3 separate regions of the Canis lupus genome follow, and all the other regions are linked to region 3. A link is a contact called in public Hi-C data. All regions are on one chromosome and are shown on one strand. The core of a region is the stretch at or near the end of the contact, and the rest is flanking DNA. Distances in the headings are between cores, read along the strand shown.

Region 1 (4,007 bases), core at 625-3,124, 270 kb after region 3:
CATTAGGTATCCCCCTCTTAAGCCCCTTGAGCTTCATTCCCACATGGAGGGGTTAGACTGATAAACCAGCTCCATGAAGCCCCCAGTCTTGCCTTTCAAACCACCCTAAACATTTCCTGGATGGGCAGTCCTGAGTTGACTTGGCTCAAATCTTGGCTTCAGGGAAAGTTTTGGATTTTTTTTTTTAAGCCTGTCTAGCAAAACAAGACTAAAAAAATGAATGGTATCATCTATCTGCTGAGGGTAAAAATTACTTTATCCAATTAAATAGCATACCACTGGTTTCTTGGCATATGTTTACTCGACAAATGTAGCTTCACACATGTGAATCATCAATCTGTCAGGAATATTCAGTTATATGTCACTTCCTCCATGCACCTATAAGCATAATAAGACAGTCCATATGCTTTCACTTTTAGCTAGTCTAGGGTAGGAAATACGTGTAGTATCACAAGAGCACTTACCTCCTTGAAGCTGTCTTGGAACTGAGAGAGCAAGAAAAGGTTTTTAAAACTTTGTATTGGTTTCTTAACCCCTCAAGTTACCTGCATCAGGTCAGGTGTGTTGCTATATCCCTTTAAATCCGTGTTCTAGGACTTCTTAAAAAATTGCTAATCTTCCTTGGTTCTTCATGCCAGTGAAGTGAAAGAGTAAGAATTTCTTAAAAATATCAAAGCCCCCTGAATTTCACCCTAGAATGCATTTTCAGTATTCATTTGACTGTATGTGTGAGAATTTGATATTTCACATCAAATAAAATCAATGAAAACAGACTTCCTGTTTCACAGACCTTCTTCGTAGGAGTTTCCTTGGTTGCTCTCTGTCTGCAAATTGATAATGATCTCTGAAATTTTTGTAAATTTCGAGGCAAAGCCGAGTTTTCCTTCCTCGTTCTCAAATATTCCAGGGACGAGGGAAGAGAGAAAGTGCTAATTGAATCAGACATTTTCTAACTTTGGGAAAAACAGTGAACAGACAGAGGCAGGCACATGTCAACAAAGCTAGTAATTAACCTGAGTATTGTTAGGAGCTACTGGATCATTAACATGAAAGGCCCATCAGTAGAGAATCCAGGCTGCTGAATAATTGAGTTGTCAGTCCTCACAAAGAGATACAGAAAAATAATCTTAAACGTTTGATTCTAAACCATATCCTCAGATTAAGGATTGAGGTGCAACTAATCTGAGTTCTGTTTTAGCGGATGACCATGGATATAAATGGTGCATCTTGGCCATCTGGGTAGTTGTTGCCTTCAGTAAAGCTTAATAGGGAATAATAGTGAGTGCTGTGCCATTTTAACCAGAGGAGTGTGTGTGTGTGTGTGTGTGTGTCTGTCTGTCTGTCTGTCTGTATTATTATTAAACTTCAAACCTCCCTTACCTGAGTTTCAAACAAAATCAAAATTCCAGATCCCTTTTGGCCGAAAGTATGAGGAGAAAAGGGGTTGGGGGCGACAGGCCTTGAGGGAAGGAAGTGATCCATTGTACCCAAGTTAATATTCAGAATATCATAAATTACCTATCAGCCTGCAAGGCATGTGGAATGAAATTAAAGAGTCTATCCAGTTGAACTGGTTTGAAATAAGCTCATGGAAGACAAGGTGCTGTAGTTTTAAATTCTGGAGTCGTTTCCTTAAAGATAAGAAATGATCATAAATAAAACAATTGTCTTCAACATGGCTCAGCTCTCCCAGAATGAGGTTTTGACAAAGCTGTTTATTTTGGAGCAGGGAGAGATCAAAGAAGGAAGATTAACTGAGCCCTCTCTGGGCAGCCACTCAGTAACTTGAGGCGGATCACTGACACCCGGAGCTTTTGTTCCTGCCACTGCAGCTTCAGAAGAAAGAAACTAGGATTTCAATGTAGTTTGGCCTTCTGTGCTGTAGCACTTACGGAATGTGTAGGGTGGGACTTAAGTGCCCCGAATGTTCTATTTTCTGCTCTGAAGTGGTGGTAGAACTCTAAACCTAGTTAGCAAAGTTGCTTACAAATACAGAATCCTTAGTCACTTTGATCCCCCGGAGTGCAGTGACTTGGGGAATGGCAAGGGGGTGCAGAGTGGGATATGATGGCAATACAATTTAGTTTTCTAATGCACAAGGCAAGCGTACAGGCGCTGTTTTTCTCTCTGGCCTGGAATCTCAGCAGATTGTCTTGCTTTGCCCAACCGCTTGTCTGAGTTGGCGAGGAGTGCCATCTACTGACCTACTTATTCCTAGGTCTCTGAGCTCGGAGTTTCCCCTTGAGGTCTCATTTCCAACAACAATAGAGAAGGAAATTCTGAACGTAGGGGAGTGTTGGGTTTCCTTTACAGTGCGACACGTTAAAAACGATTGCCTTGCCCCAGCGATTAAGTAATTTCCTTGTGTTGCCCAAAGTATTGTATTTTAAGTGAGCGAGCCTGGTCAGATTGGTCATCTGGTTATCTTAATGTTAAAAATGAAGAAATAGAGGCTTTCTCAGGAACGACTCTATTGAAGCTCACTTCTTACCCATGCATTATTCTAAATTCAAAGGAAAATATACCCTTTTAGAAGTATTTGGTCTTCTCCAGAATGTCACGGTCCTATACCAACAGGTAAAATGTTTGTTGGTAGTGTAACATTTTATAGCTGAATGGAAATCTGGACATTATCTTGTTCATTTCCTATATTTCATCTCTCTTCTTTTTTTCTTTTTGAGATCCAAAAAATGTTAAATAATAGAGCTAAAACCTGAACTTAGTTTTCTGAGCCCAATTAGGGCTTTCTCCACAACAAACAAAGAGTGGGCTCATTTTAAAATCACTTTTGTGTTATGGAATATGATAGACTTTTGAACAGGATGGTGTGTGTATGAGTGAGTGTGTGAGTGTGAGACCAGAGAATGGACAAAGACAAGCAGTAGGAATATGAGACTTCTTAAATATATCTTTTATTTGGCATTTTCCTCCTTAATATTAGCTTCCGATTATAACTCAGTTGGTAATGAGGTTATCATGAAAAAGACAAATTACTCTGCTTTTTATGTTTATATACATTTGTAAACACTCATCAATAAATTCAGTGGATCTCAGCGATTTTAAACAAGGCTCATTTAAAAATATTTCCCTTATGATCCTCAATTTTGAGGACTCTAATAAACCAACTGTATTTATTAAATAATAATTTGTTTTTCCTTCTTCGTCATTAGAAACCTAGCTCCCCAATGGAAGCCTCTAAACAGTATGCAAACTACTATTCATCTCAAAGCTGTGATCAGTTCAGATGAAAGGACAGACCCTTGGTTTTTTTTATCATGGCTATAAACACAAAATTCTTGAACCATGGAAGATAGTCCTGCCTCTTTATTTCTTAAGTTGGAGGATCCCAAGTTGGGAGCAGTGTAGCTGATGGCCATCTTCATTTCCAAAGCTGCATCCATTTAGTGGGTATGAGTAATTTTTAGAATCTGAAAGTCAGGTACTAAAAAGGGTATTGGAGTATTTGCTCTATCATCCCTAGCATGCTGAGCACTGGTTGTCATGCTGAAACAGCAGAATAAATAAGAAAAAATTCTTGCCAGAGGGGACTATAATACAGTATAACTCAGCTGCTGTGCATATGTGTGAGAGTGTTGTCACAAAAAAGCAGCAGCCTTGGAAGCTTAGATCAATTTTCTTATCGTCAACTTCTTTTTTTTTTTTTTTTTTAAGTCTATTGCCCTGACTCAGCATTTCAGATAGAAGTTCTTTATTTTCCAAGAAAGAGTGAGATTAGAAGAGAAGAAAGAAAATGTATAGACGAGAAGTGCTGTTTGGAAACTGATATCATTGTATGACATTTCATGCATAAGTGCCTTTGTTTAGGGGGCCGGTTTGCTACGAAGTGCCTGAAATCAAATTTAACAGTGTTTTCTTTGATCCCTAGATTCTTGAAGTGAAAAGTCCAATAAAGCAAAGCAAATCAGATAAGCAAATAAAGAATGGTGAATGTGACAAGGTAGGTTTCCAGGGTGTTCCCGAGACTGCTGCAGCATGGACTGGCTGCC
Region 2 (4,087 bases), core at 371-2,870, 510 kb before region 3:
ACAGCCAGTTCTGAATGTATAACTGGTGTCCTTTTAGCCATATTGAATCTGTCTAAGCTACACCTTATCACCAGTCATGCAAGACATATGAAGACCCTCAACACTAATACGGCTTTAGAATAAATTTTTATTTTTCAGTCCATTTCTCTTTTAAAAGTGAGTAACCTCATTGATGCCTACCCTGCTAGATTGGTATCAAAAAGAAGAGAGTTCAGCCAGGTGAGAAAATAGGGAAAAGAAACAAAAATTTATTTGGCCATTTACATGTCATCTACAAGGTAAATAAATATTGTCTTATTACATGGCCCTGTCAATTTGCCGAAACATTAATGCTAGCAAATCCACCTATAAATGAATCAAGCAGAATCCCAAGAGATGAAATGATCCATCCAGTGCACAGCAAGTGGTTGGCTGAGCCAGGGGTTGAGTCCAGGTGTGCTGATGGAGACTCTTATGCCCGGCAGAACTGAGTGAATGTCCATCCATCCATTTCAGATGACTGTAGCAATTAGGATAGTCACATGCCCACAAGTCACCCCTCCTGGAGCCCTGAATTCCCAGAAAGCCTCTGTCTTCCTTCCTGTGTGCCTCATGCCACACCTTCCCCCAGTTCTCCTCATTCTCCTACAGCATTTATCTAGGTTATGAGCAAATCTTTTTTTTTTAAGATTTTATTTATTCATGAGAGACACAGAGAGAGAGGCAGAGACATAGGCAGAGGGAGAAGCACGCTTCTAGCAGGGAGCCCAATGCGAAACTCGATCCCAGGATCCCAGGATCATGCCCTGAGCCAAAGGCAGACACTCAACCACTGAGCCACCCAGGTGCCCCAAGCAAATCTTATCTAGGTTATGAGCAAATCTTTTGTTACTAGCATGAATATATTCAAGACCCCAAAGGATTCCCCTCTGTTTTACTAAGATATAATTGACATATAACATTATATTAATTTAAAGTGTACAACATAATGATTATATATATGTATAAATGATTGTACATATATATAAATGATTACTAAATTTAGTTAACATCTACCACCTCAAATGGTCATAATTTTTTTTCCTCTGATGGAAACTTTTAAGATCTACCCTATAAGCAACTTTCAAATGTATAATATGATACTGTTAACTATAGACATCATGCTGCACATTACATCCCCAGTACTGATTTATCATATAACTAGAAGTTTGTACCTTTGGCCACCTTCACCACTTGCTCATCCACCCCCCAACCTCTGGCATCCTCCAATCTGCTGCATACTTTTATGCCCTTCATCTGTATTTACTCATTTCATATGCTAATCCTTGAAAAAATACCATTATTTTCCCTCATATTAAATATGAGGAAGCTAGAGAACGTAGTGTTTATGATATTTGCAAAAGTTCTGCTAATCGTGGTTAGTAGAGCTGGGATTTGACCCTCAAAGTCTAGCTCCAGAAACACATTCCTTAGCCACTAAAAATATGGTGCAAACTACCAGGGCAAGCTGGGGCACAGTCCAAAACAATAAAATGAGATGTGTTGAAGAATAACCACTGACTTCCACATAGCACTTTGCATATGGTTGCACACCTACTTTTCCGGTGTACATTCCCTCATGTGCAGCTCAGAACACTATGAGGAAGTGTAAGGTTTTGAGATGGCAAAGTTTTTACCGAAGAACCACAGCTGGTGAGGAGGAGTCAAATGTGATCTCAGGACAGAATAGGGCCTATTATTTTCTTATCCATTTCACAGAGGATGGTAGTAAATAGAGACCAGTATTAAATGTGTAATGGTCCCCTACCTTCAGTGAGCCCAGCTAAGCTTGTTCCATGTGTTTGGTGTTAAATCTATAAGAAGTTCTAAAAGTGCCTTTTCTCTGTACTGAATGTTTAGAGGCAGCATGGACCCCCAGAATTCTTACGGTATTAAAGAAAGATAGATACTGGGGTGCCTGGGTGGCTCAGTCAGTTAAGCCATCAACTCTTGATTTCAGCTCAGGTCATGATCTCAGGGCCGGTGAGATTGAGCCCTGTGTTGGGCTCCACACTCAGTGCAAAGTCTGCTGGAGATTCTCTCTCTCTCCCTCTGCCACTGCTCCCCATTTGCACTCAATCTCTAAATAAATAATTAATAAAATAATAATAAATAAAATATTTTTTAAAAATGACAAATATTATGTGGATCTCACTTATATGTGTAATCTAAAAAGAATGAACACTATTGAAAGCAACTGTTCATATCCAGCCTTGGAATCTCACTTCCAGGAAGTTTTCTTGGGATCCCTGGGTGGCGCAGCGGTTTGGCGCCTGCCTTTGGCCCAGGGCGCGATCCTGGAGACCCGGGATCGAATCCCAGGTCGGGCTCCCGGTGCATGGAGTCTGCTTCTCCCTCTGCCTGTGTCTCTGCTCTCTTTCTCTCTCTCTCTCTCTCTCTCCCCGTGTGACTATCATAAATAATAAATAAAATTTTTAAAAAAAAAAGAAGTTTTCTTCTAAATATCTTTTGACCCGGGATCCCTGGGTGGCTCAGCAGTTTAGCGCCTGCCTTCAGCCCAGAGCTTGATCTTGGAGATCTGGGATCAAGTCCCACATCGGGCTCTGCCTGTGTCTCTGCCTCACTCTCTATCTGTGTCTCTCATGAGTAAATGAATAAAATCTTAATAAATAAATAAATAAATAAATAAATAAATAAATAATAAATATCTTTTGACCCAAGTTCATCTCCAACTACTGACCATGTCCAATGTGGAATTTCTACCAGAAGGTTTCATCTCCGAGCCCTTTGTACTGCAGGTTCTGCAGAAATGTCTCAGGAAAGACAACAGGGTGTGGGGTCCCTGGAGCTGGCCAGTATCTCAGGGACTAGTCAGATCCATCCTCCAAGAATCACAGACAAGAAACACTCAGCTTTTGGTGGAGAAACACGATATCCCCATTGTCCAGACTATGGGTGTGAGTCAGCTCACAATCCAGAAAAAAAGATGGAGCTAGAGAATGCATATGCTTTAAATTCTTAAAAAAATAAAAATAAAAAATCTTTCTGTCAAATATCTTAGAACAGATTTTTATAAACACTTTACCAAAGAAATATACAGGTGACAAACAAAAATATTAAAAGATGTTCAAAATCATTAGTCAAAAAAAATCATTAGTCATTTTGAAGATGACATTTTACACACTTATACACCACTACATACTGATGAAAATAGTTAAAATTAAAAAGACTGACCATCCTGAGTGTTGGAGAGGATGGCGAGCAAATGGAACTCTCCTTCATTACTCATGGGAAAGTAAAATGGTACAGCCATTTTGGAAGACACATTGGGTTTGCCTTGAAAAAGTCAACGTATACTTCCATATGATTCATCCATTCCTAAATATTTACCTCAGAGAAATGAAAACAAAACAGATGGACAAATATTTACTTTGTTTTCTCTAATTTCTTTCTTCTTTCCTATTCACTACCCTATAGCAAAAATAAGCAAGCCAACAAACAAAAAACAAATAACAATATTTTTTAGAATGAAAATGTATGTACTAAAATTTAAAAACACAGTAAAGTGCATGGTGTAAAGTAAGTGCTCAAAGATTGTCATACAAAGGGCTGATCTCCTACATAGCACAATTTCTCATTTCTTTGCCAACATATGTTATCACTCTGGCTCCAAATGATAAAGATTGCCTCTTCTTCATTTTGTCATATCTGCACTACTTGGAGATTTTTTGAGAATTAACACCCACTTCCCCCTTCTCTTAGTGCTAGGAGGACTATTTTGAATTTACAGTTTCAAGCTCTAATAGGATGCACCAAGAGAGGAGACTAGAGCTGGAGGTTTCAGGTAGCTCTTTATACAAAGTCTATTTGTTAGTCAAATACACTACCTGCCAGTGAAAAAGGAAAAAAAAATTACTTAGTGAAAAGAAAGTGTGTGTATGGTGTGGTGTAAAGAAAATTACCCAAGCAGATCTCGGTTATTAGATTTATTATTATTATTATTATTATTATTATTATTATTTAGATTTCTTTTTTTTTAATTTTTATTTATTTATGATAGTCACACACAGAGGGAGAGAGAGAGAGAGAGAGAGGCAGAGACATAGGC
Region 3 (4,058 bases), core at 313-2,812:
GATGCCCCAGGTACCCTCCTTCCCTCCATACCGCTCTCTTTAATCCCAGAGCTGAGACATCTTGCTTTCGTGGTTTTGAGAAAGAAAAGAAGAAGAGAGCCAGAAAGTTGAGCCAGAAAAGAGGAAAAGAGGCAAATAAAGAAGGAGGCAGGGAGAAGAGATGAAACCAAAGGAAAGATTCAGGAAGAAACTGGGAGCCGAGGGAAAAAGAAGAAAGAAAACAGACAAAGACGGCGCAAAAGGAAGAGGGCTAGGAAGATGCAAGGATCTTTCTCTAACGAACCGGAGTCACACCCATCTTTCACTTTCAAATCAATCGTCTAGATCTTATCCGTTTCCTTTGTGAAGGTTGTCCGCGTTGCTGAAGGAAGCTAGTCAGTACTCCTCCCCCTGCCCCACGCGTGGCTGCGCGGCTGCCTCCGCGGCCACCGAGACCCAGTACGCCCCGAGTGGGACGGCTTGCGGGAGCGCGACTCTGCGGACACCCTTGCGGCTGGTTGTCACCCGGGAGCCTAACCGGATTAATACCCAGAGTTGGATTACGCCGGCTGTCACCAATACGCCTAAAGATTATAATCCAATTTATGCACATTACAGCCAGTATTAACTTTATCTGCTATTTTAAGACTCCCAGTTGCCTCGCGTGTCCTTCGAGGACAATGCTCCGCGCTCTGGTGCAACCCGGCGGGCTGTCAGGAGGGGACTCCCGCCGACGCGGACTCCTCCAAGCCTCATCCCTGTCGGTCTGCTCCCGGTACTCCCAGGTGTCTCACCTCCACCTGGGCGCCGCTGTGTGCTGCCTCCCAGCCGGGGATTACCAAAGCGGGAGGAGTTCCCTTGGAAGGAAATGGCATTTGTGTTCATTTCATTTTTGAATTTTCCGTGGCGGCGGCAGAAGGGCGGGGAGTGGGGCCAGTGGGCGGGTGCCTGTGAGTGGATGGGGAAGGGGGCCGCGGGGTTGGTGCCGGTTAGAGCCGTCTCAGCCTCTGCTTTTTGATGTCTGTTTGTAGAGCGGCATTGCTCTCGCTCCGTCCTTAAATAAGTTTGTTTGGGCGTGAGTTCTTGCCTTTTCAGCACAAAACCACAAAAAAGACGGGGTGGAAAGTAAAAGAAAGCCCCCTCCCTCCTCCCCCCACCCCACCCCCCCCCGCCCGTGCGTGCTAACGCCGAAGACTCGATTTAACACCCCTTCTCGGGCTGCTGGGGGCTCCAGGCAGTGGCTACATTCCAGCAGTTTTAATCCGTTTTTTATTGTAGGGCGAGAGGAGTTTACACAGGGGCTGGGATGGCTCCCCGGCTGGCCGCTCTCCCCACTGCAGCGCCCCTTCCCCGCCCTCCGCCCCACCTCCCCCCTCCGCCCCCCTCCCCACCCCCCGCACCCTGCCCAGTAGGAACCTGTTACTTTAAGCGGGGCGTTCCAGTGTGGCGGTGCGGGCCGCCGGGGCTTCGGGAGGTGGCCGGTGATTGGCTCCTTCGAGCTCCCCCTGGCTCGCTCGCTCGGCCTCCCCGCGCGCTCCGCCCCGCCCGCGCGCCCTCCCTCCGCCCCGTGAGCCTCGGAGCCCCGGTGTCAGGCGCCACGGCGCATGCTCCGGAATCTCATCCTCCGGCCCTGGAGCTGCTGCTGCTGCTGCTGCTGCTTTTGCTTTTGGGGCTGAGTTTAATAAGCGAGCGAGCGAGCGAGCAAGCGAACGCGGGGGGAAAAAGGCAGAGAATGTCCGCCATCTACCCTCCGCTCCCGGGCGCGCTCTCATTCATAGCAGCCTCTTCATGAATTACAGCTGAGGGGGGCGGGGGAGGGGGGTACCACACAACACCCCAGCAAACCTCCGGGCCCCCAGGCATGGCTAGCTCGGTAAGTACATGCAAAAATAATAATAAAAGGCCACCCCCCTCCCCGCCTTTCCTCCCTCGCCCTGCGCCGCCGCCGCCGCCGCAGCCCAGACAGCGCCAGCGCTCCGCGGTTCCAATTAGAGAAAGGTTGGTACGGCTTGCAGGGAGCTGCCGCCTCTCCCTCAGCCTCCGCTCCCCTCCCTCCCTCCCCCCCCTCCCTCCCCCCGCCCCCCCCGGGCGCGCGCACACACACACACACACACACACACACACTCACTCACACACTCGCCCCTCCGCCCCCCCCCCCCGCGCCTCCCTCGCTCCTCGCCTCTCTTTGCAATCGCAAGAAGCGCACTCTCGCTCACACGCGCGCACTCACACACACACACTCACACGGTGGAAGGAGGCGAATAATAACTCAGCCATATTTCAGCCTCCGCCGCCGCCGGGAGCGGCGGGCACGGTCCGGGGACGCGGCGAGCAGCCTCGGCGGCCGCTACGATGGTGCGTTCTCCGCGGCGCGCGCGTGTGAGCCGGAGTGTGCGGGCTGACAGCGGCGGGGCGGCTCGCAACTTTGCCCCCGCGCCGGGCTGCGCGCAGTCGAGCCTCGGCGGCTGTCCGCCCGCCGCCCCTGCTTTTCTGGGTTTAATTCCTTTTTTTGGGGGGGAGAGGTGGGAGCTACTTTGGGGCCACTTTGGCCTCTTGGAAGTGTGTTTCGGGGGCTCTGTAGGCTGGCCTCGCCGATCGCGGGGGGCTTTTCGCCGGGGGGTGCGGGGTGCCCTAAGTTATGGATGCCTCGGCGTGTTTTCTTGCGGGCGTGTGTGCGTGTGTGTGTGTGTGCGTGTGTGTGTGTGACGACGTCTCATTTTTGTTGTGCACGGACCCGGTGCTAGGAGCACGGGAGTTTGTGCCCATCAGCAGAGGCTGCCTGTAGTTTCCATTCCGCCTGGCACAGCGCTCCACACGCACGCACACACACACGTACACAAAGACTTGCTCGGCGTGTGCTGTCGCCGCGGTACTTTCAGGGAGGGGGCTCCCCAGAACCCCGCGCTCAGGGCCCCCGCCACCTCCCTTCCCACGCCGGGAAACCGCCCCGGCATCGCCTCCTAATTGTCTTCTAATTTGTTTCCGATGCATTTGTTGTCGTGCTTGTAGGGGCTGAGCGTGCTCTCCGTCCCCCCCCTCCCCGAGCCCCGGACCCCCTTCCCGATTGGGGGCAACATTCCGTTACAATCCCTGCGGTTGTGGCTGCGGGGCCCCGGGCGCCCGGCGGGCCGGGCGGGGTGTATTTGGGGGGCGTGCGGTGTGCGCGCCCACGCGCGTGAAACGTGGATGCACAGGGCACCGCCGTTTCCTTTTATGTGCGTTTCAAGGAGGAGGAAAAAAAATGTCAGGCGCAATGTTCAGTGTCGAACGGTCGCCTTCCTGTTGTTCACGGCTGTCTCTCCTCCCCCTTGCCCGCAGTGTGCCGTGCAGGTGAAGCTGGAGCTGGGGCACCGCGCCCAGGTGAGGAAGAAACCCACCGTGGAGGGCTTCACCCACGACTGGATGGTGTTCGTGCGCGGCCCGGAGCACAGTAACATACAGCACTTTGTGGAGAAAGTCGTCTTCCACTTGCACGAAAGCTTTCCTAGGCCAAAAAGAGGTAGGGCTCGAATACAAAAGGAGCTTGATTAAAAAAAAAAAAATGTCTTTGCTCGCGGAGGAAACAATCGCTTGGCCCGGGCGGTCCCCCTGCCCCTCTCCCCGCCCCCCCGCGCTCCCCGCGCTCCCCGGCGTCGCCTCGGGACCGGGGTGCGCGGCGCCGCGCTGGCCAGGTCCGGGCTCCCGCCCGCGCGCGCGCCACTCCGGCTTCGGGAAAGTCACCGCAGAGAAAGGACCGTCAGGTGTCGAGTGTGTTTATTCATCCCAAGCCTGCCCTCACCGGTCCTCTGGGGTTAGCCGCGGGTTCTGCGGGGAAGGTGCAATTAGTTGTTGGGTTTGGAGGTGTCGGATGAGGGGGTGGGGGTGGGGTGGGGCTGGAGGGAATAAACAGCTCGCGCCCCCCCCTTTTATTTTTCTCCCCCCCCCCCTCGGAGAAATTGAGATTTACCTGTGTTATTAGCAAGGAATGCATGGGATGTAGTTATTGTTCCGTCTCGAGAAGTCGCCTCTCTTGAGGGTCTTCTCTGCCTTCCTTTCTGTGTATCAGGCACTGGGGTGCCAGTTGTCACAGATTTTCCTTT

What was found. Hi-C and Micro-C count contacts between places; a contact is called where the count stands out from the background.
Region 1: a contact with region 3 is called in a Hi-C map of amygdala, with 6 times the contacts expected there. The contact joins the enhancer-like site here to the promoter of MLLT3 in region 3. A contact is called at or near these places in 2 of 9 Hi-C or Micro-C datasets (amygdala and skin fibroblasts).
Region 2: a contact with region 3 is called in a Hi-C map of blood, with 2.7 times the contacts expected there. The contact joins the enhancer-like site here to the promoter of MLLT3 in region 3. A contact is called at or near these places in 3 of 9 Hi-C or Micro-C datasets (amygdala and blood).

What each region holds. Positions count from the first base shown.
Region 1 is chr11:39,993,773-39,997,779 of UU_Cfam_GSD_1.0, reverse strand. MLLT3 (protein AF-9) reads left to right here. Exons shown (of 11, transcript XM_038552508.1): 9 at 3,887-3,958. Among named protein-coding and RNA genes, the nearest start is that of MLLT3, 270 kb to the left of the region's middle. Within about 2 kb of position 1,874, at least 3 of the 20 cell types and tissues checked have an H3K27ac peak or open chromatin away from gene starts, as enhancers often do.
Region 2 is chr11:40,769,209-40,773,295 of UU_Cfam_GSD_1.0, reverse strand. No RefSeq gene overlaps it. Among named protein-coding and RNA genes, the nearest start is that of IFNA5, 17 kb to the left of the region's middle. Within about 2 kb of position 1,620, at least 2 of the 20 cell types and tissues checked have an H3K27ac peak or open chromatin away from gene starts, as enhancers often do. A contact at or near this core is called in blood, where this site is marked.
Region 3 is chr11:40,258,509-40,262,566 of UU_Cfam_GSD_1.0, reverse strand. It overlaps MLLT3 (protein AF-9), which reads left to right and starts at 1,562. Exons shown (of 11, transcript XM_038552508.1): 1 at 1,562-1,852; 2 at 3,298-3,478. The coding sequence starts at 1,841.